Linked DNA regions of Hordeum vulgare: region 2 is linked to region 1. A link is a contact called in public Hi-C data. All regions are on one chromosome and are shown on one strand. The core of a region is the stretch at or near the end of the contact, and the rest is flanking DNA. Distances in the headings are between cores, read along the strand shown. Region 1 holds the start of LOC123401913 (coumaroyl-CoA:anthocyanidin 3-O-glucoside-6''-O-coumaroyltransferase 2-like). Region 2 has its middle 7.1 kb from the start of LOC123403224.

What was found. A called contact is a pair of places that touch in the nucleus more often than the background predicts.
Region 2: a Hi-C map of leaf shows a contact between it and region 1, with 6 times the contacts expected there. The contact joins the enhancer-like site here to the promoter of LOC123401913 in region 1. A contact is called at or near these places in 2 of 6 Hi-C or Micro-C datasets (both in leaf).

What each region holds. Positions count from the first base shown.
Region 1 is chr6H:554,944,522-554,949,712 of MorexV3_pseudomolecules_assembly, forward strand. LOC123401913 (coumaroyl-CoA:anthocyanidin 3-O-glucoside-6''-O-coumaroyltransferase 2-like) reads right to left here and starts at 3,218. Exons shown (of 1, transcript XM_045095778.1): 1 at 1,278-3,218. The coding sequence starts at 2,817. The coding sequence ends at 1,447.
Region 2 is chr6H:555,123,747-555,128,937 of MorexV3_pseudomolecules_assembly, forward strand. No RefSeq gene overlaps it. Among protein-coding and RNA genes, the nearest start is that of LOC123403224, 7.1 kb to the right of the region's middle. Within about 2 kb of position 2,220, at least 3 of the 3 cell types and tissues checked have open chromatin away from gene starts, as enhancers often do. A contact at or near this core is called in leaf, where this site is marked.

The sequences.
Region 1 (5,191 bases), core at 1,968-4,467:
TACTCATCCTTATGAATGTACATATCTACACCCTATTTCTACGAACATCTTTGAGAGACCGAGACGATATATCATCTTAAAAGATACGAAGTTACCGTAAACACCTCGTCGTCGACGGAACGTCACCTTTCATTGAATGTGCATCATCGAAAATTTTAAAATAAATGCGAGCATCAGGACTTGAATCTGATGGACTGAAATACCACAGTCATTTTAACCACTCAACCACATCTTGGTTCGCTTGTTCTCTTACTTACTAGTACAACTAATTTTCTCACTTACTACAACTAATTACACCCATTACCAAAGCCTCATTTCAAATTTAGCATCCAGTCTCTCATATGTACATCTCATATTATACTCCCTCCGTTCCTAAATATAAGTTTTTTTAAAGATTTCATTAAAGGACTACATACAGAACAAAATGAATGAATCTACACTTTAAAGTATGTCTACATACATCCGTATGTAGTCTCCTAGTGAAATCTCTAAAAAGAATTATATTTAGGAACGGAGAGAGTACTAGTACAAAAGCAATTGCAATTTTGCAATATGACCAATAGTCTCTTTTTTTTTGATCTTGCGGTGAGCACCAGCATGATCTTCTTCCTTCTCATAGATGGTGTACGCCATCACGGAAGCATGAGCCTAACTGCGCCATGTCGGTCTCCGGCAGCACGACGCCGACCTCAATGCCACGTCGCCTGTGCCCTCGCCAGCGACTCGGTGCCTAGGGTCTTGTCTATGGACACAAGCTTCATCTTTCTTGGCTTGGTTATGCAACGAGATTTGATGTCAGATGCTTCAAATCCAAGCAAAGGTTTAACGACGATGACTACAACTTCAGGACGTTGATCTTTAGAGGCACGCACACAAAGACTTCATGGCTATCATCAGCAAGATCAAGTTGGCTTCGGTAGGGAAGCGACGACATTGACGCGTCGACAACTCGTTCTAGCTACAGACTACAGTACTGGCTCGGACTCTCAATATAATATCTATTATGTTTGAGATACTTTGTACTTTAAAAAGTTTTTTAATAATATAATACAGATCTGATTATTTTTTAAAAAGTTTTCACCGACAAAAGAACATTCTTGCTAGTGGATGTGATCATGTAAACGGGGGTGATCTCATTAGGTTTGGCCTAGCTGTGATGCACCGCCGATAGCTCATCCCATCCCATGATGCATACACACAACGAACATTGTTGGTGGGAGACATTTCCAACCAAACCCTTTGAGATTTGGCACCGACCGGAAAATGATTCGAGTCCGTTGCTTCTTCTCTCAGTTACCACAACTAATTAACACCATTAACATAAGCCTCATTTATTTTGAAGTATCCGCTTCTCCCAAATATACTTACATTTCATAATAACAATATACGAGGAATGGCAATTTTGCAATTCTCCTCTTGTACCACCAGCACGATCTTCTTCCCTTCTCATAGCTGGTGCAGGCCGTCGGAGAAGCATGACGCGAAGCGCGCCATGTCGGCCTCCGGCAGCGCGACGCCGACCTCGATGCCGTGCTGCCCGCCGGTGCCCTCGGCAAGCGACACCGTGCCGGGCGTCTTGTCGATGGACACCAGCTCCACCTTGCTCGGCCGGCCGAGCCCGAAGTCGGTGTCGTACACGCCGTACCGCGGCGAGCCGCCCACGGACATGGGCCGCCGCGGCACCAGCGACAGGATCTTCTGGAACCACCCCTCGGCGCCCGCCAGCACGCCGTCCCCGTCCAGTGCGCGGATGGCCGCGCCGATCGCCGCTGCGGCCGTGGTCACCCCGTCCGCGCCGAGCAGGTCGCGCGTGCCGACCTCCACGAAGCAGGGCCGCAGGCAGTTGCCCAGATACTCCTGCGGGACCGGTGGGGACAGGCGGCGCCGGCACTCCACGGAGAAGAGCAGGTGCGCGCGCTCGTCCGTGGGGGCGTTGCCGTCCGTGGAGCGCGCCAGGCAGGCCCACGCGAACGCGCACGCCACCGTGAACGCCGAGCAGTGCGGGGTGGCGTCCTTGGCGTCGGCGGCCACGCGCTGCTTCATCTTGTCGATGCAGCCGCGGGCCAGCGTGAACGACCGGATGACCAGCTTGGGCGGCGGGCCTGCCGGCACCGGTGGCGGAGGAGGAGGCCCGTTGGCCGCTAGCTGCCGCATTTCGTCGAGCGTCCTGGCGGCAAGCCCTCGGGGGTCCGCGATGACCGCGCGGTCAAGGAACGGCGGGGGCGGCAGCGCAGCGCCGGAGTCCTCCCCACCGGCAGCCAGCCGGCAGTGGCCGGCCCAGGTCTTGACGAAATGCATGTAGCTCGAGTCATCGCAGGCGACGTGGTGTATCGACACGCCGACGGCGACCCCGCGCCCGGCGAACACGGTCACCTGGACGGCCGCGAGCGCGAACCCGCCGTCCTCATCCTCAACCACCGGAAGCCGCGGCACGAGCGAGTAGAGCCGGGCGACGTCGCGGGGCCCGTCGCCGGAGAGCTCGTCGAAGTCGTCCTCGCTCTCGGCGACGGTGAGCTCGACGGCGCCACCACCGGCCCCTCCTCCCGCGGGGCAGAAGAACTCGTACCCGGCGCCGTCCGGGCAGGGCCGGACGCGGCCGAGGAGGGGGTAGAACTTGCCCAGCGCGGCGGAGAGGGAGGAGACGAGGCGGGGCAGGAGGGCGGCCCTGAATTGCTCGGCCGGGTGCGGGTACGGGTAGAAGAAGACGCGCTCCACGGGGCCGGTGAAGATCCAGGGCACGTCGAAGAAGGTGAGCGGCAGCGCGCCGCCGCCGCCCTCCGCCGCGACGGCGAGCGTGTCGAGGACCCTGGTGGCCATGGGAAGGAGCTCGATTCGAGATCCCCGCGTGCTCCCCTGCTCTTCTCGGCGGCGTTGGTGGAGGGGGGAGAGGAAAGATGGGAGCTTTAGCGATTCAGATCCACCAAACTCACGCACTATACCAAACAAACAAACCAAATCGTTGGTTGCTGGTGGTTGGCAAAGGAGCTCGCTTTCGCTCCCTCCCTCCGTCTCTCTGTCCGTCGGTCACTGTCGTGTGTCTTCCTGTTGTTTATTGCTGTCATGTCATGGCTGCTGCTGATGGCTCTGCTTTCTGAATGTGCACAACAGTGCTGAACAATCACACAATGAGGACGGAAGGCAGTGCTGTCAGTAAGCGATGGCAGTAAAGGTTCAGAGAATAAGCTGACAGTCACATGAAAATTCTTCTCAAATATCCTCTTGATTTTTTTCTTGTGAGTTGTGACTGTAACCTACAAGCTGTTTTAGGGCGGCAGTTAATCAGGTCAATGGTGTGGTTATGCCAGTTAGGTTAGGTTAGGTTAGTAGATATCTAATTTCAGAGAACAAATGTTGACAGTAGTGTATGGTTTGGCAGATGTGCTTGTTACAATCAATCATGGATGGATCTGAAGCTGTTTCTTTCTGGCTTTCAGCTCTCCTCGTCTCCACAGGAAACGAATCTGTCAGAGTTGCATGATTTTGTCAATCGGATCATTAGCAGATGCCATGGCCTTGAGGGCCACCATTGCCACTGAAGCAATTGTGAAGAGGACTGGTGAAGGAAATGGCAAGGCTATCGCCAACTGCAATGTGTGAGCACAAATGGAAATTACTTCCACGTGAAGGGATGGGCTACCAACCAAGTAGACTAGAAGAGAACCCAAATTATATGCTGTCTATGTTCTCTCTTCGATATTTTATTTACACTTTGTATTAACCAACACCATGTTTAAAATGGCTATATTGCACCACATAATTATGCAGCAAAATCGTCTTTTTGCTAAACTCTCATCACACAAACACTTGTTGGAAAATACTATAAGGATGTTGATTTAGAACCATTATCAATATCCAGAATCAATAATTAACGCAAATTTATCTACATTAATGAGTAACTATCCTATTACTAACACACATATTTTCAATGTACAAATTCCTTAAAACCTCCGCAATCAGGGACAAGAATCAACATTATTGCCACTTTTGCAACTTTTTTCAAAAGCTCACCCTCTCTAGGCAACACTGGTGGAAAAAAGGCCTTTGGTCGCGGTTCGCAACTGCCATTAGTCGCGGTTGCGCAACCGCGACCAACTAAGCGCGACTAAAGCCCCCCACCTTTAGTCGCGGTTTCTTAAGAACCGCGACTAAAGGCCCGTCCACGTGGGCGCCAGGCGGCCGTCGGGGCGGAGGACCTTTAGTCGCGGTTCTTCTGGCCAACCGCGACTAAAGGCCGCCACAGGTTTAGGGTTTTAGCGCGCGCGCCCCCCCCTAAACCTGTTTTCTGTTTAATTTGTATTGTTTTATTTCTTTTGTGCTTTATTTTAATTTTGAAGGAATTTCATATATTCTACGGTACTACATACATGCATATGAATGTACAATTTCAAACAAATTTGAAATTAGAACCAAAAAGAATTCAAGAGGAATATACAATATATATTCAATATCATCCGATGACCATATACAATTTTGAACAAGTTTCCATACATAATTTAATGCATATAAAGTTCTACGTCCTCGTAATGGTGTTCTCCTTTAGGATGGAGGACTTCCCTGCTGAACCATCCAGCTAGTTCCTCTTGAAGTGGTCGGAAGCGAGCTTCTGGACTAAGCATCATCCGGAGGTTATTCCTCCCCGCATTGGTATCACTCGGAACCCGCTCAGAGGTGTATCTCCGGATCATCTCACAGACATAGTATCCACATAGATTGGTCCCCACTGGCTGAATATCCCCAGCATTCTTAGGCTTTGACCTTTTGAATTCTAGCTCTTTTTTGAATTCACCGACCTTTGTATCTACGAACCGTCTCCAAACCCTACGAGGCAAAGAAAATTAAATGAACAAGAGAGTTATTAGTTACTTGATATTAGGAAATGAACGAAATAGGCCGATCGATATAGAGCGCAAATGAATGAAAATAATTACTTCTGCAGCATTCTTCTCATGCCGCCCCAAAGCTTTGGATCCATATTCAGAGAGTCGTGGACGAGACATTCTGAGGTGTTAACTTTAATTACTAGCAGAATCCAGTGGAACCTGCGGACACGATACATGCACAGTACGTCATGCATAACTCATCGATTAGCCGGCCACATACCATGCATGGAGTAAACAAAAGAGAATGTGCTCAAGACAGAAACACTCACCCAAAATGGTAAGGAAATAGAATATCACTTTTGAGTTCCTGC
Region 2 (5,191 bases), core at 970-3,469, 180 kb after region 1:
CATAGATTTATAGTTTCTACCATCTCATTTAGCTCGAAATTATCTCAAGATCGACTTGAGATCGTTACAAGCTGAGCATGAGTCATGTTCTACAGCTCGACCTTGAGCTTCATTGAGTCTCATCCCGCTCAAGTTTTAATACGAGTTGACCTGAGCGAACTTCAACTCGCTCTAACTCAACTCGTGCCCTTGTGATGTACATGGCTTGCATGCCTTAGCATTGCCTTTTGTGTTTTGAGCTGGCTTGCATGTCGTGTATGTGTTGGGGTGTGAGCCGCATAGGAATAAATGATTAAGAGCATTTACAGCGACTTAGTAAATATGACCTTTTAAATGTTTGTGGACGCGTCCGGCTAGTGATCACGTGTTTTCTATTTGTTCCTCCGTACGGTCATATTTCTCATTATATTTGTTAATATCCCGTCACTTACACATGATTTATGAAAAGGAAGAGGGAGAAAAAAAGAATGAATAGAAAAAGGTGGTTTGCGGCGGAGTTGCGTCCTACGTGGCAGACTGACCGATCGCGCCCGGACACGTCCGTGAGTCCTCATATCCTTCCTATATTTAAAATGGATATAAGCGTATGTGGACAATATGTGGACAGTCCGAACGTATAAAAGTGATACGAGGGATCCGATTGGATCACCTTTTTAATTCCCTCCTGTCTGGTCACTGTCCGACGTGTCCGCGAACGTATGAAAGATCGTTTGAAATGTCCTAGATGCTCTAAGGCATAGTTAGTTTGCTGCTGTCGGTCTGCTATGTGCCTATATAAACAATGTCATGCATGACATCGTTTTGTAATCACCCAAAAACTGAAAGGCAATACAAAAGATGTCAACATCGTGTTGGTATGGCTATGTGTGTATTTTGATCCCAGTGTTTGTGCCAACGCGGACAAGATATCTAGTGGTACAGCTAGTTCGTGTATGTTAGGCGTACACGACAAATTGAAATTTCACGAGATTACATGTTCAAACCCTGGGAAAAGCTAATGTATCATTGTGTTTGCAAGCAATATTTGGAGCCAAAAACAAGGGGGCGCGGGGGGGGGGGGGGGGGGGGGGGGGGGGGGTCTGACGGTGCCTATATGCTACAAAATGGCGATGAAATTTCTGCCAAACGGCTTACCAATGATTCTGGACACGGTGCAGAATGGCTTGGAAATGAAGTAAATTTAATTACCAAATTGTAGCACCTCTTCTCATGTATGAATACTTACCTGAATAGAGCTTGGATGCCTTCATTTTTGGTGTGCTGATCATTTATCACTTTAACTTCTTAGATTCACAAAAAATGATATTATTTATAACTAACTCATGCTTTTGACATTTGAAGATGCTACAAGAAATCATTGCTTGAGTGGCCAACTAGGCTTACACTAATGAAGTGGGTCGTTAGAGGGCGTCTGTTTCTCCACCAAGATTCAAATGTAAACATAGTTCATAGATAGAGATCTCAAAACACGAAACATTGGTCTTTGAATACTGTACTAGCAGTGTATTCTTGAGGGATATTTGGAGCCACAAAGAAGAGGTGCCCCCTTCCCTCAATTAACATGAGACCTACTCAATTCTCGACTAAGTGATTGTTAGGAGAAGACATGTTGATTTGTCGTTGTCCAGGAAAAAAAGAAGGCAATAAAAAATGATGCAAGAAGGATAACCAAAAGAGGTTAACCACTGGTGGTGACCTAGTCATTTAAGTTTAAGCCCTAAATAGACATACATGTAGATTCGCCTCAAGAATCTTCTAGTAATACATACATTTTTTTTATTTTTGTAGCATCTGAAAAAGACGCACCTTTACTCTATACAAATTTGAAAAAATAGAAATTCATTTGGTCATGTCAATATATGAATTATTTAAAAAATATTCATGTAATTAGAAAATATATACTTTTTTAGAAAATTTCCATTAATGTCAAAACAAATGTACATATACCTTATTTATTTTAGATAACTTTGTCAAATTACAGCATGAACATAATAAAAAGTTGAGAAACTTTAAAAATAAATAGATACAAGAAAGTCATGACATTAAAAAAACAATATAATAAAAAAGCCAAAAAAAAGGGGGCAACACCAGTGGCCGGCCATCAACGATTGCACAAATGCCTTTGGTCTTTTCTTAGGATGGATAATGGGATTCACTGAATTTCTTAGGGGACCTCCTATGTGCCGCTTACTGCGGCAAAGAGGCGAAGCATCGCACAGGGAGACGGGTCCAACAGCAGCGAGCCGCACAAGGACGACCGAACCCGGCCCGGCCCATTAGTCTGTATCGTGTCGCTGCATCCAAGACAACAGCAGCGAGCCGCACAGGGGCGAGCGAACTGGGGCCGGCCTATTAAGCTGTATCGTGTTTCCCTTTTTTGTACGCTTGTAAGCAAGCCCTGTAGTATGTCTCTAACAAAATGTCGGAACAAATTATGAAAAACAAGAACACAAAACTGAAATACTTAAGCTATTTTGAAAAAGAATTGAAATTCCAATTTTTTCAAAAACATGAAGAAATTTTAGAGACAGGAACAAAGTTTGAAACATAACTTTTTTTTGAAACAACAACACAATTTAAATTCCAGACATATTTTTGGAAAATGTAAAAAATGAAAACGCGAACAAAATTTTAAAATCCAAACTCTTCCGACGTTTCAAACATTTTTCAACATAGCAAACAAAAATTGGAAGTTTCAAACATTTTTTAGAACTTGAACAAAATTTCGAAGATTTTCCGAAAACATGAACAAAATATAAAATTCCAAACATTTATAGAAACTGCAAATAATTTTTGAAAATGTGACCAAATTTGGGGTTACGATTTTTTTGAATTGTGACTGAAAATGCGGAAAAATAATTTTTGAAATTATGAACAAAGTTTTGAAAATCAGGAACTTTTTTGAATTTGTGAAACAAATTTTAGAAATGGGAACCAAATTTCAACTTCTCAACATTTTTAGAAATCCAGACAATAATTACAGAAAAATGAAGCATTTTTTCAAACATGCGAACTCTTTATGAAAATCATGATCATTTTAGGAAATTTTGAACGAAATTGATTAAAAAATGAACATTTTCTGAACATCTGAGCAAATGTTTAAATAGAGAACAAAAGTTGTGAAAGCCAAACATCTTTCCAAATAGGAAACCAAATTTTGAAAATCATGAATAATTCGTAAACATTATTTTGAACAAAGAATATTTTTTCTCAAAATGTGAACAATAATTTGATTATCTAAATATTAATTGAAAATTTACGAACATTTTTAAATTTGTGAAAAGAATTTATAAAATTGCGAAGAATTTTTAATTTCTCAACATTTTCAGAAACCAAGACAAAAATTACAAGAAAGAAACATTTTTTCAAACGTGAGAACCTATTAAGAAAATTATGAATAAAACTGAATTAACAAAAACATTTCTTGAACATCTGAGCAAATTTTAAAACCAAGAATAAAAGTTGGAATAGGCAAACATTTTTTCAGATGGGCAAAAAAAATTGAAAATCAAAAATCAAATCAACATCTAAGAAATTTTTGAAACCAAAAACAAAAGTCGGAATAAGCAAACATTTTACAAATATGCAAAAACATTGAAAATCATGGAATTTTTTTTAATTTGTAATAAAAATTTTGAAAATAAATAAAAACCTAAAACAGAAAAACGTACAAATTCAAAAATTGTAAAACGAAATTTTAAAAATAAACCAAAATTAAAACAAAGAAATTAAAAAAATTGAAAAGATAAATGAAATAAAAAAATAAAAAATCCAAAATAAACCGCTAAAAAATCCTTCTGAATTTTTTCGCAAAACCGGCTGCCACGTTATGGGAATGGGCTGTCCCAATTCTCACGCTCGTGGGATCGTGTGTGCAAAGCCCTGGTAATTTGATGTAAAGAGCATCAAATGGAAGTCACTAGTTAGCGAGTGCTCTTTTCGGAGCCTCTTAAAGAGCACTTCCACGCGCTGTCGCTTGGCGCGTTTACAGTCGTCGTCACGGGTCACGTTCTGAACGCTTTCTTGGAATTTTATTTTTTTCCGCATGCGTTTTCGGCTTTTTAGATTGTTTTTTTTTGTGTTTTCATTTTTCATTGGTCGTTCTTAGTTTTTTTATGAGAAACATTCATTTTTTTTGTGAAAAAACACTTTTTTTGTTTCTTTTCACGAGAGGCATGTTTTGCCTCCGCGAGAGGCACGATCATGCCTCTCGAAAAAAAATGTTTTCTATTTTTTTGACGAGAGGCATGGTTTTGCTTCCGCGAGAGGCACGATCGTGACTCTCGGAACGGGAAAAAACGTGTTTTTTGTTTTTTGCAAGAGGCATAGTCTTGCTTCCGCGAGAGGCACAGTTTAGCTTCCCGTGAGAGGCATGATCGTGCCCCTCGAAAAGGAAAAAAAATGCGTTTTCTGTTCATTTTGTTTTTGCAAGAGGCACGGTTTTGACCACGAGAGACACGGTTTTGCTTTTGTGACAGGCACGTCCGTGCCTTTCGGAAAGGGAAAACTGCATTTTTTTCGAGAGGCACGATTTTACTTCCGTGAGAGGCATATTTTTACTTTCGTGAGAGGCACGGTCGTGCCTTTCGAAAATTGAAAAAATACGAAAAAACATGTTTTTTTGTTTATTCTATCACGGGAGGCATGGTTTTTTGGCCGGTTTTTTTGTGAAAAAAAAGTACTTCAAAACTTATCAACATGGGATCTAGTTTTGAAAATCTTGACACGAGAAATCCAATGGTGAAACAGTTCGAGATTTGTACGCACAATTTAGGAGATAAAACTTTTTAAAAAAACGAATCTACGAAAAAGGGAATACTCCTATGTTACGACAATTGGCGCACATGCAGTGCGCCACTTGTCGTGACCTAGGAGTTGAAGTGATCTTTAAAAAGAATACTTGCTAATTAGTGATTTCGACATCAAATAAGGAATTCCCTTTCTTTGCTGCCAGACACAAGATCGGGTCATATATAGTGGGCTGATAGTCGACTGGACTGGTAACCATGTTTTCCCTCACGTTGACGGCATGCCGATGTCATGTATGTAATTTTTCTTTGTCTCAAAAAATGTATGTATTTTTTTATTCTTCTTTTGTTTATATTGAAAAAATGCATATATTACAAAAATATAATGTACTCCCTCCGTTTTTAAATATAAGTCTTTTAAGCGATTTTACTAAGGGTCTACA